4 separate regions of the Mus musculus genome follow, and all the other regions are linked to region 1. A link is a contact called in public HiChIP or PLAC-seq and promoter capture Hi-C data. All regions are on one chromosome and are shown on one strand. Each heading gives the region's core, a stretch centred on a gene start, on an enhancer-like site or on the middle of the called end of the contact. The rest is flanking DNA. Distances are from core to core; before and after follow the strand shown. Region 1 holds the start of Snhg3 (small nucleolar RNA host gene 3). Region 2 holds the start of Nkain1 (Na+/K+ transporting ATPase interacting 1). Region 3 holds the start of Gpn2 (GPN-loop GTPase 2). Region 4 holds the start of Nudc (nudC nuclear distribution protein).

Region 1 (3,211 bases), core at 365-2,864:
TCGAGACAGGGTTTCTCTGTATATCCCTGGCTGTCCTAGAACTCACTTTGTAGACCAGGCTGGCTTCGAATTCAGAAATCCGCCTGTCTCTGCCTCCGGAGTGCTGAGATTAAAGGCATGCGCCACCACTCACGGCTGTTTTTTTTTGTTGTTTTGTTTTTTTTTGTTTTTGTTTTTTTGTTTTAAAGGTCAAGACAAATACTATATATATATATATATATATTTTTTTTTTTTTTTGTTTTTGTTTTTGTTTTTGTTTTTTTGAGACAGGGTTTCTCTGTGTAGCCCTGGCTGTCCTGGCACTCACTTTGTAGACCAGGCTGGCTTTGAACTCAGAAATCTGCCTGCCTCTGCCTCGAGAGTGCTGGGATTAAAGGCATGTGCCACCACGCCCAGCTGACAAATGCCATTTTTACATATGTTTGAGAACAAGGAGTTTCAACAGTCCCTTACAAGGATTAACTCAATATGGCCCACAGCTGAATGAACCTCAGGTTGGTGTCACCAGGCTGGTGTCACCAGAGTGGCTGGTACTGCCTGTCCTCTCTGGCAGGCTGCCCAGTTTCTGCCCAGGGCACCTCAGCAGTGACTCATTTGCTGCTTGGCACTTGGCACATTACCCTTCCCTAAGCGTGAAAAGAAACCAGTAGTCAGAACTTTTTGTTGGATGTTTCTCTGATCCCATGTTCCCGTGGTCCAGATTATTAGGTCTCCCCTTGTTCCTGCAGCTTTGGGGTTAAAACATCTCCAGAAGGTTGTTCTGAAGGTTCACACTGCCCACTGTTTTTCGTGGAGAGAGACTGAGGTCTGAAAAACCATGTCAGAAAGGAGAGGGCAGAGCCAACAAGATGGCTCAATGGGAGCTGGGTGTGGTGACGCACGCCTTTGATCCCAGCACTCTGGAGGCAGAGGCAGGCGGGTTTCTGAGTTCGAGGCCAGCCTGGTGTACAAAGAGTTCCAGGACAGCCAGGGCTATACAGAGAAACCCTGACTCAAAAAACAAAACAGAAAAACCTACACCATCACGCCCAGACAGCCATTCTTTCAAATAAATATTTCACAACAACATTCATCAGGCTTAATTTCATGTCTTAAAAATCTGGGAAACAGCATTAGTGTTTTGTTTTTGTTTTTTCGAGACAGGGTTTCTCTGTGTGGCCCTGGATGACCTGGAACTCACTCTGTAGACCAGGCTGGCCTTAAATTCAGAAATCCGCCTGCCTCTGCCTCCTGAGTGCTAGGACTAAAGGCGTGCGCCACCCTCCCGCCTTCAACCAGGAATCTTAACCACTAAGCCACCTCTCAGGCCCCCTCCATGGGAAGTTTTTAATTGTAGCATCTATGTTCTGTATCAACTGTTCCTTCCACAAACAAAGTAGATTCAAACTCTGGAATCTAGAAAATATTTCTCTAGGCTTTTTTTTTTTTTTTCATTTTGCATATACCAGTGTATCCAGGCCGAGAGGACAAACCTCACAAGCTCAACAATTTCACGCTAAGACCGCCAACACCTTAGTAGGGTAAAAGTTCTCGATCCCATCAGCCTTAGCGCATTTCCAATGCTTCTAAGTGAGCGTAACCCTGCGCAGGCGCAGGCATAGTCGACCACGCCTGACTTCCGGGCGTTACTTAAGGTATAAATATGGCTGCGTCGGCGCGGGTCTGTCTCTCTAGGCGTCGCTCTCTTGGTGTGCTTGTTCTTGGTGAGTACAGTGCGCTGCTCTCGGCTGCTGAGGGTTTGCCCGCGCGGTCCCGCACGGGCTCCGCAGACAGGCAGGGTCGCGGCTGGGCGGACCCGGTGTGGGAGGCCGGGCTCACTAGCCGAGCATGGCGTGAGGTCACGCGCCTCCGAGCCCAGTAACCGTTTTCTTTCGGGGATCCCAACGCTCGCAGGATTATTGCCTGGGAGACTGAGTTGGTCTACGCACTTTCCTTTAATGTTCACTTTAAGAGGACAGGGTCTTTGGTTCCTGCCTTGTGATTTGAAGTGTTAGCCGCCTTCCAGCGTTCGGTTTTAACTTAATCATTTCGCCTTGCTTCCCAGTTATACTTTCTCTTCACCTTGTAACGGGATTTCTGCAGTTTTTTGTTCATTAATCTCCCATTTTTCAGAGGACCCTTTTTTAGGTAGATAATTTCTGGATAGTTTGGTTCCGATGGGGGTGTTGTGTTCTGTTTGCTTCAAGATCTGAAAAGGTGGCTGAAGTCTGTAGTCACAGCACTCTGGAGACAGGCGTTTTTGGGGTTTTTCCTCCAGCTGGAGGTCTGGCAAAAGGACCCTGTGGCATTTTGTCAAAAAAAAAGACATTACCATGACTATCCGACGTGGATATCCCGGGAGGTCACTCTCCCCGGGCTCTGTCCTAGTGGCGAGCGGGAGCTTAGGGCATTGCCCGGTGATGTACAGTCCCTTTCCACAACGTTGGAGATAAAGCTGGGCTTTCGAGTCTGCGCCTGCATATTCCTACGACTTCTCAGAGTCCTGTGGACCATGACTGAGGAGACAAACCATGCAGGAAACAGTTTTTTAAGTCATGCAATCTGGGGGTGCGTCCGAGTACTCTAAGGGTTTAACTTACTGATTAAAGTCTTCTCTTGCAGACCCGGTCAATGATTTCAGGTACTTTGTTGATGGAGGTACGTTCACCCTGAGGCTGGCTTAGTGCTTTCTGCTCCATGTGTACGTTATTAGTGATATACACTGTGTGTGTGGGGGGGGGGGGTGTAGTCGCCTGTTGAAGTTGACTAAACGTTTGGGTGCTAACCAGACATTCCAACGTGGATATCCCGGGAGGTCACTCTCCCCGGGCTCTGTCCTAGTGGCGAACGGGAGCTTAGGGCATTGCCCGGTGATGTACAGTCCCTTTCCACAACGTTGGAGATGAAGCTGGGCTTTCGAGTCTGCGCCTGCATATTCCTACGACTTCTCAGAGTCCCGTGGACCATGACTGAGGAGACAAACCATGCAGGAAACAAAAATTTAAATTCCTAAGGCTTTTGGTATGTCAACTTTAGGAACCTGATGTTTGTGTTGTTTTTTTTTTCCCCTCTTCCAGGAAAGAAGAGAATCAGCGGGGGCACCTACTGAATAGTTATTATATACAGCGTGCTAAAATTTTGTCTGTTACAGCCTCGGCCATTAGAAGCTGGGGCAAGCTTTTCTGCCTACTTAACTCTGGTAAATACATTTCTTTTGATAGGTTATGTCTAG
Region 2 (3,211 bases), core at 380-2,879, 1.8 Mb after region 1:
CAACTAAAACACTAAAGATGAAACAGCGTCCACTGCACTGCACATAAGGATCTCAGAGCAGAACAACCTTGGGACTCAGAGATGGCTTTTTGTGAAGACACTTGCTACTGAGTTTGAAGACCTGAGTTTGATCACTGGGACCCACATAGAGGAAGCTAACTCCTACTCATGGTCCTCTGAGAGCCACAGGGTGCTCTAGCATGTGTCAACCTAAACACAGACATACAACATAAATAAATAAAGAACAAACCTAAAAGCAGAGAGGGGCCAGAGGGCGTGGAAGCCTGGGATTTAGTAGGGCAGGATTGAAATAAATGACCTTGGACAGAGGGTAGCTCAGACTTGGAGTGAGGTGGCCAGGCCTTGGGTCTGTGGCATTTGGGACATTCAAGAGCCTGGCAGAGCTGGTCAGAGCCTAGCAGAACCCAGTCACTGTAAGGAGAGAGGCATCATGTGTCCAGTGCTTGGGTCGGTGAGGGCTTCTGAGCACACTGTCAGCATGGAAGAGAGAACTGACATGGGCTCACCCGAAGCCTCCAGGGGATCCAGTGGGGACCGGGCTGGCGCTTCCTTTGTGGGAAACAGGACTCTTTGGAGACTTTGATAAAAGCTGGGTCCCAGTCCCCACGTAAAGTTATGCTCTGGGTATAGAGTCTGGGACAGACTCCAGGAAGCCTAGCTAATCATGGAAACTGGCTGGACACAGCTGCCATTCCCTAACAGTGGCTGAGAAGAGTCCCCACTGTTATCCCAGTTGCTTTTTGGTGGTGTGTGCGTGTGTGCATGTGCTTGTGTGTGTGTTTAGTGTGCGATGGTTGATTCTGGGAATACCTGGGGGGCCTTTTGTTTTGTCACTGTTGAGAGTACTAGGATCAAATCCAGGGCTTTTCTATCCACTTGTCTTGCGTGTTTTAAAACGCGTTTATCTGGAATTTGGGAGGCTGAAGCAGGAGGATCTCTGAGAAGCCAAACTGGGGACCGGACTATTCCGGTCCCTGAGCTATGAAGAGTCAAGAGAACGGAAGACCGCTTCAAGCGCACTCTGGCTTTCATAAACCCAAGATATACCAGGTTCTGAAGGAAAGACAGAAAGAAGAAAATGTGGCCGGGAAACCAGGAGGGCTGGCGAGCTGGGCTGAAAACTCAAATGAAAATAAAGGGCAAAGTTGGAACTCCAGGGTAGGGTGGCTCCAACTCCCTCAGCTGGCCAAGCTAAGGGCTACTGTTGGGTTTACAGGACTGCATCCAAGAGACTTTTTTCCTACTTTGCCCCTGAGGCCCCTGGGCGGGGGTGGTCCAGAGAGGTAATGTGATCTGCCCAAGGTGACACGGCTAAGGAACAGCAGTCTGGACGCGACCCAGAGCTGCCAGCGCGCAGGACCCGCACTCTTCCACTTCGCTCCACGCCCCTCCCCTCCCCCGCCCCCTCGCTCTTCCGCCCCTCCCTCGCCTCCCTCCGGGGTGGCGGCCGAGCCACGTGGTGGGCCGGGAAGCGGCGGCTGCCGAGCGCCCGGGCGGCTGCCCCAGCTGGGCAGTGCTGCACCGCGCCGCGCTCGGTGCCTGCGGGGGCCGCTGCGCGCTGGCCGGCGCCGCGGGCGGGAGGTGTGCCGACGGCCGGCCGCAGACAAAGGAGGCGCGGCGGAGCCCGCGCGGACCGGGCGCACCATGCACTTGGGGTGCGGCCGGCCGGCCGCGGCTCTGGAGACCCGGCCCTAGTCGCCGGCCCCACCGCCCCGGGGCGCCATCGAGACGACGCGGCCCCGCGCGGCGCGAGGAGGAGCCATGGGCAAGTGCAGCGGCCGCTGCACGCTGGTCGCCTTCTGCTGCCTGCAGCTGGTGAGCCGCGCGGAGCGGGGTGGGGCGGCGGCGGTGCGTGGGCGCCACCCGGGGTGCGGGGTGGCCGGGCGGAGTCTGCCCCGCGCGGGCCGGCTTGTCCCTTTGTGTGCGCTCCTCGCCTCAGCCCCGCGCTCGCGCGCACGGTCCAACGCTCCCGGGTTGCACGCGTCGGTTCGCAATGGGTGCGTGGGCTCCCGCTGGGGGGCTGCGCCCCAGGACTGTGGCTCCCTTGGGGCTGGGGGTGTGTCCGAGGCTGGTCTGTGTACTCGGAGAGGTCCCTGCCCGAATGTTCCCCTCCAGATCGCTGATTCCGTGGGTACCTCATCCCTCTGGGCTCCGCCCCTGTGAGCGTTTCTCACAAAGTCTCTTTCTGCTCCTGTATTATGTCTCTGGAATGTTTTTAGATCTCTGGCCATTTCTGCTTCTTGTTTGGGTGGTGGGACCTGAGACTCTTTGAGAACCCTCGGCCGTCCTTTGTGCTGCTTTCCTGCCTCCCAGCACCCTCCTGACTGGGTGGCCAGGGATGGAGAACTACCTCCTTGAGGGGGGTGATCAGGAATTGATGTATCACGGGCCAGCCTAACCTGGCAGGCACCGGACTCACTCTGTGGTTCTCTTTAGTCTGACCACCGAGTCCTCCAGCGTCCCATGAGCCATCTGTTCTATCAGCAGCGGGTGAGGTGGGGTCAGGTAAAGAGTTCCCTGGTCCCATTGGATGAGGACACTTGAGTGTCTTGGGAAGAATCAGAGCATCTCGGGGCTCTGTGCTGGCCCCAGTTTGGGGGAAAATGAGGTCTTTAACTGGAGGGCAACAGAGTGAATCCGGAGGCTAAGAGTAGCTGAGGTCCTTGCCTATGTATTGGGAGGGTGATAGAGAAGAGACGGGGGTCTCCTGCCTCCCTTGGAACTGTGTTATGCTTCTACTCAAGACACTGTTGTGTAGGAACTGCTGATAGCATCGGGTCTGTGGAGGAGCCTGGGGCCTCATTCCTATGGGTCCCGTGGTCTGGATCTGCCTTCCGGCCAGCACCTGCTCCTCCCCACAGGTGCGCAGGGTGGTGGGAAGCTTTGAGTGAGATGTGCTGGTGGCCTCTGTCCTCTCACCTTTCCTTGAGTCACCGGCCCTGCGGCGCCTGCTGTTCACAGCATCGTCCTCTTGGGCCATGCTAGAACCTCCTCTCCTCCCACATTGGTGTGTTGGTGTTTTGCCCCTCAGAAGGCCACCTGGTCTGTCAGGCGTCATTCTCAAGGACGGCAGAGGGGCTTAATCACCACCAGGTAGGATGGAAACTCCAAAAGGGCAGAGACAGCTCATTTTGTTCCTGCTAAAACCCCAGCAGCTGGGCAGCCCTTGACACCTCATTAATATTTGTAA
Region 3 (3,211 bases), core at 381-2,880, 1.2 Mb before region 1:
GTGCAGCATGGTGGCCAGGGAGGTACACAGGACGGAGATGAACTTGGCTGGGTCTGTGCAGTAGTGAGAATCCACAAGGTGGACAGCAGTCAGCTGTGAGCAGAAGGTACAGGGTGAGAGGAAGACTGACCTGGTGAGGGAGGACACTTCTGAGCCCACATCTCCCTCGAGAGCCTGGCAGCCCACGGATCCAGTGTACCCTTCCTTAGTACTGTTCTATTCCTTCCTTAGTACTGTTCTATTCCTTCCTTAGTACTGTTCTATTCCTTCCTTAGTACTGTTCTATTCCTTCCTTAGTACTGTTTTATTCCTTCCTTAGTACTGTTCTATTCCTTCCTTAGTACTGTTCTATTTCCTGTTCATGTGCCTGCTTGAGACAGGGCTTGATGGCCCAGAACTCTTTCTGCCTCCACACCACATTGCTGGGGTTACAGGCCTGAGATATTTTCCTGCCTCTTGTTCTTAATTTTTTTTTTCCAAGACAGGGTTTCTCCGTGTAGTCCTGGCTGTCCTAGAACTCACTCTGTAGACCAGGCTGGCCTCGAACTCAGAAATCAGCCTGCCTCTGCCTCCCAAATGCTGGGATTAAAGGCGTGCACCACCACCGCCAGGCAACTTAATTTAAATTTAATAACATCATGTCCTCCTCCAAGAAGATAGGGGGCAATTTTACCATTTTGTCCTTCCTACTATTCTGGGGACCAAACCCAGGGACTGTGGCCTCTGCTTGTTAGACAAGTTCTCTACCACTGAGCTAATCTCCAACACCTCTTCCAAGGTCTCTTGCACAGTTCCTGCAGTGGACAAAGGGTTCAAATCACACTGCACCTACCTCTCTACTCTTTCATCACACTTCTGAACACCAACTAACCAATCACTAAGCCACTTTCTGTGTAGTCACTTCCACTGTTTTTAAAATTGGGAACTGTCACATTCATTTTAGAGATGACAAAACTGAGTGAAAGGACTTTCCAAGACCATGAAATGAGTTGGGGCCGAGCTAAAATTCTATCTCAGAGGCTTTAGTTCTGCTTCAAACTTAACTCAGCCGCTATCTCCCAATGTAACTTGGGGGCGTGGCACCTATCCGCCTCCCGGTCTCAGGGATTCCTTCTGCCCGACCCGAGACACACCCTGAGGTCCCACTGGGCCATTTGGGAGAAGATGCTGCGTAGGGCGGTGTGGTGCGTGCAGAGCTCCACCTGGCCGGGGCAGTCGAAGAGAAAGTAGTGGCCTCGCAGGGGCTCCAGCTTGGCGCGCAGCCAGTCCAGGTTGGCTTCCAGGTACTCCATGCAGTAGAGCAGGCCACCGTTGGGCCCCAGGCGCAGCGCGTCCATCACGTCGCCCAGCCCCACCAGCTCGCCCACGTCCACCGCACACTCGTAAGGCAGTCCGTCGTTAGCGGGGTCCAGGTTCACCACCGCCACGCGCCGCCCCAGAGCGCGCAGGAACTCACTCATGCCCAGGCAGTACGTGGTCTTCCCCGAGCCCGGGGGCCCGATCACTGCCTGCCCGAAGGCCGTAGTCGGGGCGGCCCCCGCCATGGGTGGAGCTGGCAGCCCACGGGCGCCTCACCAAGTAAACTCAAGCAGAAAAACGAACAAACTACCCGGCAAGGAAGGGAAAAGTTCCGACTTCCGGATTCCGCCGGAACTTGTCTGGAGAGGAAGTCCCACCCACACGGCCACGGCATAGGCTGTGGTCACGCAACCGCACACCTCCGGTTTTAAGATTTCCCCAGGCTTCACTAAGGCAGATCTCCATGCCGGGTAAACTGGTTTATTCTCGCACCGATCCGTCTCTAGGCAGAGGGTAGACGTGGTAAGGGACCGCGACGCTCTCTGGATCAATTCTCTGGTCCCCTTTCCCAGCTTCACGGAGCTCTTCAGACAACCCTCAAACCCGACTGGACGGTGCCACAGGCAGTCCAGATCTTCACTGTTCTGGGCAAACCCAAACAAGCACTAGGGCCTGGAGACCAAGGGAAGGCCTTTAGGCACAAACACCCCAGGAGACGGAGGGGCTTTTGGTGATATCATCTTTGAGGTAGAGAAACTGGGCATGCTCAGGGCTGCTCCCAGGCTCTGGGCTGCTTCTCAGGTCCACAGGGCAAGATCCAGGCAGAGGGCTAAGTCCCTGCCGCAGAGTGATCCTGACCAAGGACATAGGCTCACTCGGGCTCAGGTCTGTCCAAGGCACAGCTAGAACCCTTCACAAAAGTCATATCTGTCCGAAACTTCATGCTGGTGGGTGGCTGGCGCCGGAGCAAGGTCTCCCCCTGGTCTTGGGGCAGAGGCTCATCATAGATGGTGGAAATGAGCCCCAAGCCAGTTCGACGGGGCCTCTTCAGTTGCCTAAATGGCTGTAACTTCTCTCCATGGTATCTGGATAAAACAGAGCTCTTGGTGAGAAGGCTGCTCTCTTCAAAGCCCAGTAAAGAGGTTAGCAAGAGACAGGAAGTAATTACTACATATCTGGTTTGTTCTATCAGAGCGGTCTCATGCTCATAGCACAAGAACCCGGGGCAAGGACACACTCACTCCTGAGCCACACCTCCAGCACCAAAGACAAAGCATTGTCTCCAAATTCTGCTCTCCAGCCTCTGGAGAGGAGTGTCAACTATCAGGGACCTGGGAATTTTCATTTCCACAACAGACTCCCTTATGAAGCCAAAACCCAGACTTGAGGAAATGACTTCCCTGAGGGCCCCGTGATCCTTTAAGTTGTAGGATTGGGTTTAAAATGAAAATAAGGACAGTGTCATCTATTTCTACACCTGCTGTGAAGCTGTTCATTTAGAGGGGCCCACACCCACCTCAAAACAATGGCAAGAGGGAAAGCAGACAGCAGCACAGCTGGACAATGGCCTAGGGAGCCCCTCAGGTGCACTCACCCCAAGCCGCGCTTGCATCTAGGATGCTGGCCATCTCCATCCAGGGCCTCAGGCACCCCGGAGCACCTGCTGCCCAGGCCCTGGCCTTCAGCCCAGCCCTGGCGCTCCATCACCTTCCGGCCGATGCCCTGCAAAGGAAGAAGCGAGAGTCCAGAGAAAGAAGTGGCTCAAGTGTGGCAGGGGTGCAGGCTCCATCACTTGGGAGATGGAGCAGAGATTTAAGTTCGAGGTCAGGCTGGGCTACATATGAGACCCTGCCTCAAAGGATGTAAGAAGAAGAGGGAATGGTTGGGAGGCAAAGGCAGGCGGATTTCTGAG
Region 4 (3,211 bases), core at 207-2,706, 1.2 Mb before region 1:
TTCTCTTCTCTTCTCTTCTCTTCTCTTCTCTTCTCTTCTCTTCTCTCTCTTCTCTTCTCTTCTCTTCTTTTTTCTTTTCTTTTCTTTTTCTTCTCCTCCTCCTTCTTTTCTTTTTTCTTTTCTTTTTTTTTGAGACAGGGTTTCTCTGTATAGCCCTGGCTGTCCTGGAACTCACTCTGTAGACCAGGCTGGCCTCGAACTCAGAAATCCACCTGTCTCTGCCTCCCAAGTGCTGGGATTAAAGGCACCTGCCACCACTGCCTGGCTTGTACTAGGGTTTCTTTTGCTGTGATGAAATACTATGACCAAAAACAGATTGGGGAGAAAAAGGTTTATTTGGCTTACATTTCCACATATTAGTCCATCTTTGAAGAAAGTAAGAATAGAAACTCAAACAGGGTAGGAACCTGGAGGCAGGAGCTGATGCAGAGATCATAGAAGGTGTTGCTTCCTTATAGAACTCAAGACCACTAGCCCACAGATAGCCCCACCCACTGTGGGCTGACCTTCTCCATCAATCACTAATTAAGAAAACACCCTACAGGTTTGCCTACAGAAGGATCTTAAGGATGCATTTTCTCAATTGTGGCACCCTCCTCTCTGCTGACTCTAATGTCAAGTTGATATAAAATTAATCAGCACAGCTTCTAACATGGAGATGACCCAGACCAGCTCTCAGAGACCTCAATCTGATAGAAGGAACCTGCTCTTTGGGAGTGACGTTCAACCCTTAAGAGTTCCTATTCCAAGGTGTGAGATAGCCAGGCTCTCTGGAAAAGTTAATGTAATAATCTTGTAACAGTATAGCACTCTCAGGTTTACAAAGTAATAAATAAATGTACGCGCCGGCGGTGGGGAATCTTCAGGCTATACAAGCCTGCATGCAATCTCAGTGCTTGGAAGTGAAGGCAGGCAGGCCAGGAACACAAGTTTGTCTTTGCCTTGGATACACGGGGCATGTCTCAACAAAACAAAACAAGCCATCACCTCTGCCGTCAACAGCAACGACAAAACAAACAAACAAAAAAACAGAAAAACTAAGGATTTTCAGACAGTAATGAAAGAGCATTAATCCTAGTGCAAACAGTTTGTAAAACTGTTCTACTCAAACTACAGTTTTGTGCTCTTTTCTTAAACGTCTAGTAGGTTGACCCTTTGGTGAGTGCTTTCTTCCTGAGTCTTAACTGCGGCTTGTAGGAGGAGAAGGCTAACAGTATCACTTGATCAAAACTTCCAGCCCTATTAAGATGTGAGCTCAGAGCTTTCTAGAAAGCTCCCAGGTATCTGGTGACCATAGCAACTCAAGCCAAACTCTGCGGCAGCGAGCCCCGCCCACTGCCTTGGGACCGCGACTGTTGATTTGCTCCTCGGCTTAGCCAATGGCCAGAGAAGCGGGTTGTGTTCCGGGAGCTCAATGGGCACCGATGGGCGGGGAGGCGGGAAGAAAGCCGGGAAGGGCGAACCCGCACGGCCGGGCGGCTCCTGCGTGTTTCCGGCTCCGCTGCGGAAGGCTAGCGAGGGGAGCCGTTGGGCCCGCGCGAACCGTGGGGAGCGCGGGCATCGCAGAACGCGAGTGCGGAGCTCGGGGCGCAGCACGATGGGAGGGGAGCAGGAGGAGGAGCGCTTCGACGGCATGCTGCTGGCCATGGCGCAGCAGCACGAGGGCGGCGTGCAGGAGGTAAACGACGTGGCCCGCGCCGCAGCCCTTCTCCGCGGTCGGCCGAGACCTCCCCCACCCCGGCCGCGCGGGTCCCCGGGTCCCCGCGTCCCAGCTTCCGGTCTGCCCAGCCCGCGAGTGAAGTCTCGCTCCAACGCCGTCAGCGCCCTGCACTTAGCCCCCAAGAGCAGTTTTCGTTGTCCCAGAGTGACCCCAGAGCTTCCGCACCCACTCTGCGCTCCACGGGTGTTTCTGCTTTCATTTTAATGGTTACTGTGTAGAGCATCCCTAATGGTGGTTACTCTTTAGAGCATCTCTGGGCCGACTCTTCTCGATATGATCTGCATCTTACCCAAAGTGGAGCCTGCCTATCAATACTGTGTAGGGTAGTGAGAGCCCGGGGGGGCGGTTAGCACGTGGTCTCTTTATACTTGAAAGTATACTGACTGAGGAAGTGAGCCGGAGACCTGTAGGTTAAGCTCCCTCCTGGTTTATCCTCAGTTACCTCGTCTGTGAGGTGAAGCTTAGGAATATCAGTTCCTGTTGTTTTTTTTTCTTGAGTCAGGGTCTTGCTCTATATCCCTGGCTTACGCAGAACTTGCTATATAGACCAAGTGACTTCCAAATCAGGGTTATTCTTCCTCTGTCTTCAGAGTGCGGGAACTTGGATATGGGCCACCCTGCCTAGCACCTAAGTACTTGTCATTGTCGTGTACCAGACACATAATAAGACTGGGTCCTGGGGATGCAGACACGGAAGAGACTAGGCTTTGCATTTGGGGAATTTGTTGAGGGTTTCTTGCTTTAAAAAATTATTTGGAGCCGGGTGTTGCTTTAATCCCAGCACTCAGGAGCCAGAGGCAGGTGGATCTTTGAATTTGAGGCCAGCCTAGTCTACAGAATGGGTTCTAGTACAGCTTGGGCTACACGGAGAAGCCTTGTCTCAGAAAAAAAACAAAACCAAAGAAATTTATTATTATTATTATTATTATTATTATTATTAGTAGTAGTAGTAGTGTTTGTGACAGGACAGTTTTAAGGGGCCAGTTTATTCCTGCCACCAGTATCTGGGTTTTTAGGGTTGAGTTGCTAGGATTTTGAGGCAGTCAATTTTACCCAGTGATTCATCTTGCTGGTCAGGATAAGATGGTGCGTGACTGGAGTCCTAGCACTGGGGAGGAAGAGGCAGGAAAATTGCTACAAGTTAGAGGTTAGCCTGGTCTGTATAGCAACTTCTAAGCCAATCAGGGATATATAGTAAGACCCACAAATATAATAACCCCCAAATAACCCATAGGTGATGTTAAATGGCCAGACCTAGTTCACACAGTGGGTGTGTAGCAGATGAGCTGGTAGAGGTAGAAAACCCAGATATTACATTCTGTAAGCACCTGAGGGTCAGAGAGTGACAAGTTTACCCAAAGCCAGGCCCCCAAGTCCCCGAGGAGACGGGCTCCTGCCACCCGTCACTGGGGATGGCTTTCCATTCTGTCTTGGTCAGAGTGACCACTGCTGTGATGAAGCAGGAAGAGCAGCTTGATGAGAGGAAAGGCT

Evidence for each region. Promoter capture Hi-C pulls out the DNA fragments that hold promoters and counts their contacts. HiChIP or PLAC-seq counts read pairs in DNA pulled down with a chosen protein or histone mark.
Region 2: a contact with region 1 is called in a promoter capture Hi-C map of hippocampal neurons, with 3 times the contacts expected there. The contact joins the promoter of Nkain1 here to the promoter of Snhg3 in region 1. A contact is called at or near these places in 1 of 39 promoter capture datasets (hippocampal neurons) and 1 of 484 Hi-C or Micro-C datasets (B cells).
Region 3: a contact with region 1 is called in an H3K27ac HiChIP or PLAC-seq map of microglia, with 5 times the contacts expected there. The contact joins the promoter of Gpn2 here to the promoter of Snhg3 in region 1. A contact is called at or near these places in 1 of 39 promoter capture datasets (pre-B cells) and 2 of 115 datasets of contacts at active chromatin or transcription factors (microglia and pancreatic cancer cells).
Region 4: a contact with region 1 is called in a promoter capture Hi-C map of liver, with 3 times the contacts expected there. The contact joins the promoter of Nudc here to the promoter of Snhg3 in region 1. A contact is called at or near these places in 2 of 39 promoter capture datasets (liver and pre-B cells) and 1 of 9 other capture datasets (adipose tissue).

What each region holds. Positions count from the first base shown.
Region 1 is chr4:132,352,089-132,355,299 of GRCm38.p6, reverse strand. Snhg3 (small nucleolar RNA host gene 3) reads left to right here and starts at 1,614. Exons shown (of 3, transcript NR_003270.2): 1 at 1,614-1,703; 2 at 2,602-2,637; 3 at 3,057-3,211. It overlaps Snora73b (small nucleolar RNA, H/ACA box 73b), which reads left to right and starts at 2,774; the gene lies at 2,774-2,978. It overlaps Snora73a (small nucleolar RNA, H/ACA box 73a), which reads left to right and starts at 2,321; the gene lies at 2,321-2,525. RefSeq lists a cis regulatory region at 1,356-1,875.
Region 2 is chr4:130,572,454-130,575,664 of GRCm38.p6, reverse strand. Nkain1 (Na+/K+ transporting ATPase interacting 1) reads left to right here and starts at 1,629. Exons shown (of 7, transcript NM_025998.4): 1 at 1,629-1,836. The coding sequence starts at 1,783.
Region 3 is chr4:133,582,792-133,586,002 of GRCm38.p6, reverse strand. Gpn2 (GPN-loop GTPase 2) reads right to left here and starts at 1,630. Exons shown (of 5, transcript NM_133884.2): 1 at 1,134-1,630; 2 at 1-93. The coding sequence starts at 1,544. It overlaps Gpatch3 (G patch domain containing 3), which reads right to left. Exons shown (of 7, transcript NM_172876.2): 6 at 2,894-3,021; 7 at 1,761-2,384. The coding sequence ends at 2,171.
Region 4 is chr4:133,544,272-133,547,482 of GRCm38.p6, reverse strand. It overlaps Nudc (nudC nuclear distribution protein), which reads left to right and starts at 1,456. Exons shown (of 8, transcript NM_010948.3): 1 at 1,456-1,678. The coding sequence starts at 1,598.